2 separate regions of the Mus musculus genome follow, and region 1 is linked to region 2. The links are chromatin contacts, called in public Hi-C maps. All regions are on one chromosome and are shown on one strand. The core of a region is the stretch at or near the end of the contact, and the rest is flanking DNA. Distances in the headings are between cores, read along the strand shown.

Region 1 (5,485 bases), core at 1,249-3,748, 490 kb after region 2:
ACTGTGCAACTATGACCTTCAAATCAGTGTCATCCTTTTAAATAGAAATGCTAAATGAAGAGAAATTGGGTGGAGCTGGTGAGATGGCTCAGTGGTTAAGAGCACTGGCTGCTCTTCCAAAGATCCTGAGTTCAATTCCCAGCAACCACATAGTAGGCCCTGACTATCTGTAAATAGATATGATGCCCTCTTCTTGCATGTAGGTGTACATACAGCCAGAGTGCTTATACATATAATAATAATAATAGTAATAATAATAAACAAGTACTTTTTTAAAAACAGGAATTTAGTTATTTGTATTTGATAAAAAGGCAACAAAGGAAAGAACGACTATCCGCACAACAATCTTGAATTTAGGTACAGAAAGCAGGAGGGAAGTCCTAAGTACAGACTCTGTGAGACACAGGACACGAGTACAGTAAGGCTGGGAAGAAGGCAGAGGCTGGACATTACATACACATCTCATGCAATGTTGCAGTACTACCAAGCCTATGTGAATTCAAAATCAATACAGAAAGAGAAAAAAGGAAATATGAAATATAAAACACTACTGAACATGAGACTTCAGAGGGGACAGAAAGCAAAAAGAAGGCACATTTCATGAGAAGAACTAAATGAAGAACAAATCAATTCAAGCTTATAATTATAACACAGTAACTGCAAACAACTAAACTAAGACAAGATATAGACATGATAAAATTATGGCTGTGGATTAGAACAGTCACATAGGCTGAAAGAAGCAGGCTTTATGTTCTACTTGAAAGAAAAATGTATAGTTGAAAATAAATGGTAGAAAATTATATGTAAGGTAAATATTAAGGGAAGTGAATATAATACTTTTAGTTGCGTTAGGTCAGATTTAGGTGGATTAGAGTATAATATTTATTCAAAATGTATAGTTGGGGAAATATGTCATTGCAGAATGATAAAAATTTCACTAGAAAAAGAAATCCATCTGTACCTGTATATACACCTATCATTTCAGAATATAAAAAGCAAACATTAACTATGAAGCAAATGAGAAAGATTTTTTGTTAAGAGGGTGGTAACATATCTTTCTTAAATGAGAACAGCTTACACAATAAACTCTGATTCTACTTAGTAACATGAAAGCATGATAATGCTGCCTTTATTAAATGTAGGATATTAATGTGAGGCTTTTAAAAGCAAAATAAAGGGCTGGAGAGATGGCTCAATGGTTAAGAGCACTGACTGCTCTGCCAGAGGTCCTGAGTTCAATTCCCAGCAACCACATATCTAGCTCACAACCATCTGTAACAGGATCGGACGCCCTTCTTCTGGTGTGTTGAAGACAGCTACAGTGTGTGTATGTGTGTATGTGTGTGTGTGTGTGTATATACTCTGCTGCTACAAACATGTTATAGGCCTGGTGGCATTGAGAGCCTTTAATCGTAGCACTCTGGAGGTAGAGGTAGGGATTTCTGAGTTTGAGGCCAACCTAGTCTATAGAGTGACTTCTAGGACAGCCAGGGTTATACAGAGAAACCCTGTTTTGAAAGGGAAAAAAAAGCTATAAGCTGTCTACTTATACAATATACCATATACATAAAGTCTTGCTCCTGTGGTGGTTTGCTTGTTCATGTGGTGATTTCCTGTGGCAGGGTCTTGCTATTATAACCCAGGTTAGCCTTCAACTTTCAGTTCTCTTGCCTCAGCTTCACAAATGGTAAAACCTGGTTGAGTGTACCACCATGACAAGCTTAAACTATTTTAAATTAAATAATTATATTGGTTACCTCAACTATCTTCTAATTACTTCTAGGAATAATATATGGACACCAGTTCAGAAGATTTGCACACTTACTGTTTCTTAGGCTGATACCTCTCTCTGTGAAAGGGTTACCAATGGACAGTGGCTCATTCAAGTAGCACTGTACCTATAAGATGTTCACCTCAAAAGAGGTAAAAAGTATTCAATTAAAAGGCAAAAAGCCATCTGTCTAAGACATAAGTTCCTTACCTAGAATATACTATTTTAAGAATTTTTCTGAAACTATTAAAAAACATGAATATATGTAGATTTCTTAGAAAAGGCTATCTGGCTTTTATCTTGACTCCCTAAATGGTTAATAATCACAGATCCAATCCTTGGAAGCTGGTAAGTTCTTTAAACTTTTATAAACAGTATATATAATTGCTATAGAGTTGATAAGTGACAAATTCAAGTGATGCTGGAAAGTGGGGCCTGACAGAAGGTGTTTGGCTCATGATCAAACCAATTTTGCAAGTTTGGGATTTTTCGTTATTTTTTACTTTCGCTTTCTTTTTGCCCCTGTGCTTTTGATGAAGTATCAGAATGTGACTGGATATTGTTATCATGCACTTGAACTTTCCAACATCCAGAATTGTGAACTAAATAAATCTATTATATTCTATTACAGCAGCAGAAAACAGCCTAGCAGGAAACAAATTTGGGCACTGGAGAGATGGCCCTGTGGTTCCAGATGTCCAAGGTTATGCTTTCAACACTGACATAGTGGCCCTCCAACTGTGTATAACTCCAGTTCTGGGAGTCAAACTACCTCGTCCGTCTTCCAAGGCATTACACACACATATTACACTTAAATACATACAGGCAAACCCACATATATAAATTTTGTAACTTATATTTATATATAATTTATATTAAGGAACTAATTAACGCACTGCTCCTAGGGAAAACAAGAAAGTTATCAGGCAAAAAGATGTAAAGCCAGAAAGAGATTCACTATCAAAAATAATGATCCATCAAAAAAAAAAAATTACTACTGGGCTGTGGTGGTGCACACCTTTTAATCCTGGCACTTGGGAGGCAGAGGCAGGCAGATTTCAGAGTTTGAGGCCAGCCTGGTCTACAAAGTGATTTCCAGGACAGCCAGGGCTACACAGAGAAACCCTGTCTCAAAACAAACAAACAAACAAACAAAAGACCTAATTTTTTGTTCTTTAGTAATAAGACAAATCGATCCTAAACTCCCCATGGGGGTGGGAGGAACAACTAGGTCTAACAGTACAAGACATTACAGTTGTCTCCAAGTGAAAACAATGAGTACTGAATACTAGCACAAAAAGACCCAAAAGACATATCAGCTGATCCAGACAAGGACATGATAACAAACTCTAGCAAGGCAAAGACACTCAGTAACTGGCATTGAGACAGCTGAGTTAGACCCACATTAGGTCCACATTATAGTTTTAAGATCCACATAAATTTCAAGCACATCAAAGATTTTATTTTTTTAAAAGATTGATTGATTGATTGATTGATTATAAGTACACTGTAGCTGTCTTCAGACACACCAGAAGAGGGCATTAGATCTCATTATGGATGGCTGTGAGCCACCATGTGGTTGCTGGGATTTGAACTCAGGACCTCTGGAGGTGCAGTCAGTGCTCTTAACCGCTGAGCCATCTCTCCAGCCCCACATCAAAAATTTTAAAATCTAAGAAAAAGGCCACCCTGATTAGTGTACCTTCCTGATGGAAGAACACGAGCCACCTAAGGAGTCCTTTCCATCTGACCTCTCCTCCACCATTAACCACATTCTACCCAGCTTCCTGACCCAACTACCAAATTGCAAGGATAGCCACCCAAATTATCAGTGAAAACTTGCATTCTGAAAAACAATGGGAGACGTGGGTAAATGAAGGAAGAAGTTATTACCTATGGATTAACAGATTTAGACAACTTCAAACTATCAAACAGGCTAAAGATGCTGTTCAGTGATATAAGTGCTCAGTCAGCAAGTAGGAGACCCTAGAACAGTAAACAGATCTGAGAAGTAACAAGTATAGTGAAGGATACTGTAGGAAGACACCATGCACGTGAGAAGATCTAACTGGACTCAGTGGGCTAGGTTTCCTAATATGATACAAACCTGAGAGGATGATGTGTTTAAGTGAAGAAAACTGGGGCCCTAAACAGTCATATTTCATTGCATACATGAATACAATTCCAAAAACAAAAAACAAAAAAAGAACTTTTTTATATGGGAGATAATTAGAAATCTGTATACAAACTTAAAGAAATAAGCAATGCAAAAAAAAAAAAAAAAGAAAAAGAAGAAGGAGGCTCAGCCAGGCAGCAGTGGCAGCACAGGCAGGCGGATTTCTGAGTTGGGGGCCAGCCTGGTCTACAAAGTGAGTTCCAGGACAGAGAAATCCTGTCTTGAAACCACCCCCACCCCCAAAAAAGTAATGCCAAGGAATCATTACAAATGTTTAGATGAAATATGAATGTGGTTAAAATTTTAAAGTAAAAAGAATCTTTTCAAAACTACCACTAAGAGATTTATAACAGGCAAGCATAAAAAGTGTGGAAGTCAAGGGAACGTGGGAAGGACGGGATGATGCTGGCTCGAAGGGACCCTCAGAGTTCAAACAGTGAGCAGACAACAGGTCTGGCACGCATAGAACTAACTCCTTTATCTGGGCTAGAGAGCTGGATCAGAGGTTAAGAGCACTGGCTGCTCTTCCAGAGGTCCTGAGTTCAATTCCCAGCAATCACATGGTAGCTCACAACCTTCTCTAATGGGATTGGATGCCTTCTTCTGGTATGTCTGAATTCCGGTTTGTGTACAACTACAATGTACATAAAATGAATAATTCTTTAAAAAAAAAAAGACTTAAGAAACAGAGAAAAGTTTACAACTCATTAGACAAATCTAACATAGCAGCCCCTTATAAAAAATACTACATTCAAAAAATGGGCGAAATTTGTAAGAAAGAAAACCAAACTCTTACAAATATCTGACAGTCCACTTCATTTATGTCTCCGAGTAGCCCAGGCTGGCCTTGGATGCACCGCACTCCCGTGTCAGCCTCCTGATCAATGAGTGTGCAAACCATTGCTACTGGCATCACGTCTAAACTCTCACTTCAGTTTTAAAGGTATAGCAATGAAGTAAAAACAAGAAACAAACAAACAAAAAAAACCTCTTTAAAAACTATTCCTACATATGCATAAAATGGTGTGGAAAATGTCACAGTATTTTAATCTGCAGATATATTACTCTTTAAAAACTACATCAAATACATGGTACTTAGAGTTATTTTAACAGTGGAGAGTTTAAGAATAACTAAAATGAAGTTTAAAGTTACATTATTCTCAGAGTCCTTCTTCATTTCTTTCTAAAATGACTTTATAAACAAAAGCATCATATTTTAGGACGAGAATAAACCATTTTCTACTTACATTTTCATTTTTCAAGATGAGCTTTAAAATTGCTTCTCTTTGTTTTAGAGCCTAAAAACCAGAAAATATTCTAATTAGCATTCATTTAAAAAGAATACTGAGCAAGTGATTTTTCTACTGTTTTCCCTTTGTAAATTCCTGGATAACTGATAAAATGGCAGGGTGGTAGAGGTTAAAACAAGGTATCATAAGACACTGGACAGTAACTATCTGTGGGTAGTTCACTCAATGCTGTTTCTTATTCGTGCCTGGAAAATAATACACCCTTAGTATTTATTGAGTAAAAAAAGA
Region 2 (5,774 bases), core at 2,178-4,677:
CAACAGTTAGTTTTGCATCTCCTTACCCTCCCCACCAGGTTCCTCTTTCTTTTCTTGTTTCTCATGACCTGGGCAACTCTTAAAACACAGTATTCTGTAGAATCTCTGTGAGTCGAGCCCATCAAGTCTTCTCCTGATTCCACTAGAGTCACGTACTCAGACTAGAGTATCCAGAAGTGAAACGTGTCCCTACTCAGTTATCCTACCAAGCAGTGCATGCTGGTCAGCTGCCACTGTACTGTTTTATGACGCTCATATGGATTCCATGGTCCCACTTTTTAACTGGAAGTTATATATATATATATATATATATATAATTATGGAAATTAAGGAACGAGATGAAAGTTTTGGAGTTGGGTAGTCTTAGGTCCAATGACCTTTCTATCAATTCCTGCCACCAACCATGGGACAGGAAAGTCTGTTTTAGCATACTATAAAAACAACTTATGTATAAAAATACAGAAAATCACCAGCAACTATAGCTTATGACTGCTCTATGCCATCACACATTACTTTTTGAGTGACTTATTTTTACAGATGAGCCAAAATAATGTTAGATGGAGTGGTACTGTGGTTTGATCTGGAACCTTCTGAATGGGCTCGTGGTTTGCATATGCATCCTCTAGCTCGTACAGCTATTTTTGGGGGGCAGGGGGTGGGGATGTTCAGAAAGTTCAAAAGTAGGGCCTAACTGGAACAAGTTGGGTCACTAGAGTGGGTATCCTCAGCAAGATACTAACTACATCATGTTGTGAATAATGTTCTTCAGACGCAAGTCCCAGACGCCATGATATTCTTGCTCCAGGGACTGACACCAGTGGGTAGAGCCCCAGTAAGCTGGCTGGGGCAGTCAAGAAGCAACATCACAGCTCTCAGCTTACTCCAGCGTTTTCTTTGGATAAACAGCTGGATAATAAGAGCTTAGGAACGTGAAGGCATTCACGCTGGGTTTCTAGCACATTAAGCACATGAGGCAGAAGCTGAATGTCTGCTTTCTGCCACAGACAGCTTTCCTACCACTGCCTGCAACTACCTGAAGGCAGGTTATGATCACGTTTAGAGCCTTTGCTTGGTGTGCCTGTTATTATTGCAGCCCTCAACACACAGCAGATGCACAGCAAGCGAGCATCTTCCACGTACCCTTCAGAGGTGCTGTATTTTTCATCTGCTTTACAACTACTCACTTTGAAACCAATCACAAAGTCGGATGTGAACAACAAAATAATACAAGAGTAAAAAGAATGCCAAAACTACTTTTTCAGACATTCAGGCTCAAATTCCACTCTGTTACAACAATAACGGGGACACCAAGGCAAAGGCCCTAACTGTGATCATAGTCTGCCTTTGGGCTAGTTAACAGAGAGTGGCAGAAACCAGTGACATGGGAGAGTCTGTGATGGTATCGAATGGTCCCTCAAGGGGCTGTGCTTGCTACCCTGTGGTACATGGGATGGGTATCGTTAAGTGTGGGCTTCCCTGAGCATCTCCAGACCCTGGTCAGGTGCTTTGAATTTCCTCAATATCAGATACAACAAGCATAAAATCCAGAGGAAGGAGCACACTGCAATTCCCAAACTGCGCAAACCCCATCAGGGAACAGAGCCCCTGGGGCGTGGGGGAGGAGGAGTGGAGAGACCTAAAGCACGGGCACCCCACTTCTGTCCTGCTGCTCCCACTGCTCTCTGACTTACAAGGATGCAATTTTAATACTTTCCATCCTTGCACAGCTACTGTGAGCTCTGATTAAGAAATATAGAAGCCGGGCGGTGGTGCCGCACGCCTTTAGTCCCAGCCCTCGGGAGGCAGAGGCAGGCGGATTTCTGAGTTCAAGGCTAGCCTGGTCTCCAGAGTGAGTTCCAGGACAGCCAGGGCTACAGAGAAACCCTGTCTCAAAAAAAAAAAAAAAAAAAAAAAGGAAGGAAGGAAGGAAGGAAGGAAGGAAGGAAGGAAGAAAGAAAGAAAGAAAGAAAGAAAGAAAGAAAGAAAGAAAGAAAGAAAGAAAGAAAGAAAGAAAGAAAGATAGAGAAATCTTCTAAAAAACTGAAATACTGCATGGCTCATCATAGTACCAGGAGATAGTAAATTGATAAATGATGAATTTGTAAGATAAACAATTTCCCGGTGGATGGGGATGCTCCAAAATGAAATCCAAGCAGTTTTGAGACTGAGGCAGAGTTGCTGTAAGGTTGATATCATCCTGGGCTACATGGTGAGTTAAAGACCAACCTGGTCTACAAAATGAGGCCATCTCAATACAAAACAACTAACCAAAATGGAGCTGGTGATGGCCATAGAAAGCAGGGGTTCTCAACCTGTGGGTCACAACGCTGGGGTGGGGGTGGGGGGTGTGTTTCAAATGACCCTTTCCCAGCAGGGACCTGAAACTGTCAGACAACACGAGATTCATAACAGTAGCAAAATTACAGTTATGAGGTATCAATAAAATTACTTGATGGTTGGGAGTCACCATAAAATGCGAAACTTCGTTAAAGGGTTGCAGTGTTGGGAAGATTGGGATCCGCTAATTCAGAGTCTCAGTATCCTAAGCTATAATTTTTTTTATGAGCTTAAAAATGATAGAAGTCATTATGACTTAGATTTGAGCCCACTTCTAAAGCGGCACCACATAACAGGTACCTGATTGCCCTCTAATTCCATAAGGTGTGGAGGCAGCAGTCATACCTTGAGTCTACACTTGGAGCAGTCTTCCTGAGAAGACCATTCCATCCAGGACCAGTCACAGGATACGGATGGCAGAATATGCACTTCCATACCACGACCAGGCCACAGTCCAAGTATCATTTCAGAATTAAAGAACAGGAAAAGTCAACTGACAAAAGTAAATAATTGAACAGCAATTACAGTAAATTACGAGGGTGAAATAGTATGCTATCTAAGATTTCCTTTGAAGTACTGTCTCCTTCAGACAGAGGGGGGAAGAAGAAAAATCACAGGAATTGGGAGAGAGAAGAGGAATCACAGAACATTAGCGCCAATACTGCAAAATAAAGATATCAAACTTATTTTACTACCTGATGTTTACAAACTATCATCATATTAATTCTGTCTAGTCTTTCATGATCTACTAGTCCCCTACTGTTCCAAGAGCATTAAAACCCTTAAGCATGATTTAAAACTGGTATACTGGAACTCTATCTGTCTTATACTCAATTTGATTGAAAATAATATAGACACATGCACATAAAGTGCTAGAAAATGTTAAGAAAATTCGCCACAGGACCTAGAGGGGAGGAGATGAACGCACAAAGTAAGCCAGCGCCTCTCAGTGCCACTAAGCAAATGAGCCATTGTCACAGGAAGCCAATGTTCCCTCCACCAAACCTTGGGCATCTAACCCTCGGGACTGCTCCCTTGACTCTAGCCATTCTCACAACAACCTTTGATCACAGCGAGTCGCAATACTGGAAGTGCACACACATCAGCGTGGCCCAGACCAACTTTCACCCACATCCACTTCCTCAAACTAAACAAAGCAGGTCAGACAACAGTGAAAATAGAAAAGAGAGGTGAGAAGATCAAATGCCATGGGCAAGGTGCCTGTGTCACACATGCTGAAAACACGGAGGCATGAGGCACAGATGCGGCACTCCAGCTGTTGGGGGAGTACACACTAAGTCTTAAATTGCCATTTTCTTACCCAACCTACAGCTTTTCACTCCTTACTTCCTGTCCAGCTCCAAAGGCAGCCTGGAAACATCTCAGCAACATCGCAGTGACAGATAAGGAGGGGGGCCAGGAAGGAGACAGTATTTTTAGAAATTCCATTTCATTAGGTCACTGATCTGTCATCCAGTTGATCAGCGGGCTTGATAAAGGCCCTGAATACTGAATACTGACCAAACAATAGAGCTTATCAAGAGATCCTTTGGGCCCTTTTCTGACACCTTTCTCTCAAAACCTCAAGAGGTTGTCTCAGTAAACTATAGATGAGAGGGCTGGTGAGATGGCTCAGAGGATAAAGGTATCTGCTGCCAAGCCTGACAACCTGAGTTCGATCCCCATGACCCACATGACAAAAGGAGAAAAATGGCCAGGTGGTTGTGGTCATTCATCTTAGCACTTGAGAGGCAGATGCAGGCAGATATCTGAGTTCAAGACCAGCCTGGTTTATACAGCAAGTTCCAGGACAGCCTGGGCTATAGAGGGACCCTATCTCAAAAAACCAAAACAAAGAAAAGGGAAGAGAACGATCATTCAACCATTTGCATGCACTTGCCTAGACTCAGAAGACTGTGTATAAACACACACACACACACACACACACACACACACACACACACACACACACAGAGAGAGAGAGAGAGAGAGAGAGAGAGAGAGAGAGAGAGAGAACTTTTTAAAAAGTATTGTTATGTTGGCACAAGTAACCAAGACTTTTCTGGTCAGATGCTAAAGGTCTATTCCCCAAATGAGGACTCCTTTGATCTTATAAGGGACACTCTGCTCAGCCCATCTTCTTCCTGGAGCAAGGTCCTCATTACTCAAATGTTTGGAGAGACATCCTATCTCCACAGACTCTACAAAAAGACAAGGAAAGCCACATGCGACCCAATACTTTGCTGAAGGAGAACATAATTTCCAATCCCTTGTGACACCTTTCCTCTGACTTTTGAAGAGAAACTTGTTTTGCTTGGAAGCTGATCCATCCCCATCGCCTAGGTAAGTTCACCTTGTGAGGTTTTCCATTTTGCTTTTCGCTACCAGAAATCCTTCCACCATCTGGTGGGCCAAATCTAGTTAACAGATTGTTTCTAAAGACTCAGTGCTGATCCCTGAAGGGCCTGAGCCTAAATCACCCTCCATCAGAAGCCCCATGGATTCCCATTTAGGAGACTTGGATTCCAGAATGACAATGCACAGAACGCGTCACTGAGGGCTCCAGGCTAAAACTACACATGCATCCTGTACTATATTTTACGGCACATGACAAGGCAGGATTACTACCAACCAGAAACTCAATTCAACCATTCAGTCTTCCCAAAGGCTGTCTTTGTGTTCTTTAAACAGATCTGTGCAAATTCTGGTACCAGACATTATAGAACGGAAAGGAAACTAAGTAAGTCTAAGGCTATATTAACCAAATGTGCATTAGGAAGACAAGCACACTCTGCCATCCAGTTACCCCTTCCTTTGTTTGAATCAATCTTTAAGAACCACACTACGTAATTCTCTGCTTTGTCAGCATCACATTTTTAGCAACCAATCTGATAGGAACACTTGATGAAGAAAACACTGATGTTCAATGACTGTGACTGTGTCTTAAAGTAAGTAAGTCCTGTACCAACCCGGTATCATGAAGCCTGTCTTCTAATTAATTTGCACAGACTACTTTATAGCTTTCATCTACCAGGAAGAGCTTAGTGGAGCTGCCGGGTGGCACCTGAGTTAGTGTACATGTAACACACTTACTCCACTGTCCAGACGTTACAAGCTCTGAGGATAGAAGAAACTCTTTCTGCCTCTTCTCTCTACCACAAACCTACATTCTTGTGATTTCAGCCCCTCCCAAACCCAAACAAAACAAAACCCTTTCATGGTACTAATCTGCCACACAAGGGTTTATGTGCTGGGAGTTCGGTCCCCACTGTGATGTCGGGAAGAGACATGGACCTTTAAAGGGTATAGCATACATGGAGATCCTTGAGTTACTCAGAGTACTGTGCTGGAAAAGGAGTTAGGTGATTCTAGCAGGATCCAAAGGGAGCCTGGCACAGACTGAGTTTTTCTAAGGGAAAACCCACACTAATTCCTGT

What was found. Hi-C and Micro-C count contacts between places; a contact is called where the count stands out from the background.
Region 1: a Hi-C map of Th1 cells shows a contact between it and region 2, with 2.1 times the contacts expected there. A contact is called at or near these places in 1 of 484 Hi-C or Micro-C datasets (Th1 cells), 1 of 130 datasets of targeted methods (fibro-adipogenic progenitors) and 1 of 9 other capture datasets (adipose tissue).

The regions. Positions count from the first base shown.
Region 1 is chr19:32,678,808-32,684,292 of GRCm38.p6, forward strand. Atad1 (ATPase family, AAA domain containing 1) reads right to left here. Exons shown (of 10, transcript NM_026487.3): 8 at 5,195-5,245. Among named protein-coding and RNA genes, the nearest start is that of Atad1, 31 kb to the right of the region's middle.
Region 2 is chr19:32,183,239-32,189,012 of GRCm38.p6, forward strand. The region is part of intron 5 of Sgms1 (sphingomyelin synthase 1); the gene reads right to left. Among named protein-coding and RNA genes, the nearest start is that of Asah2, 83 kb to the left of the region's middle.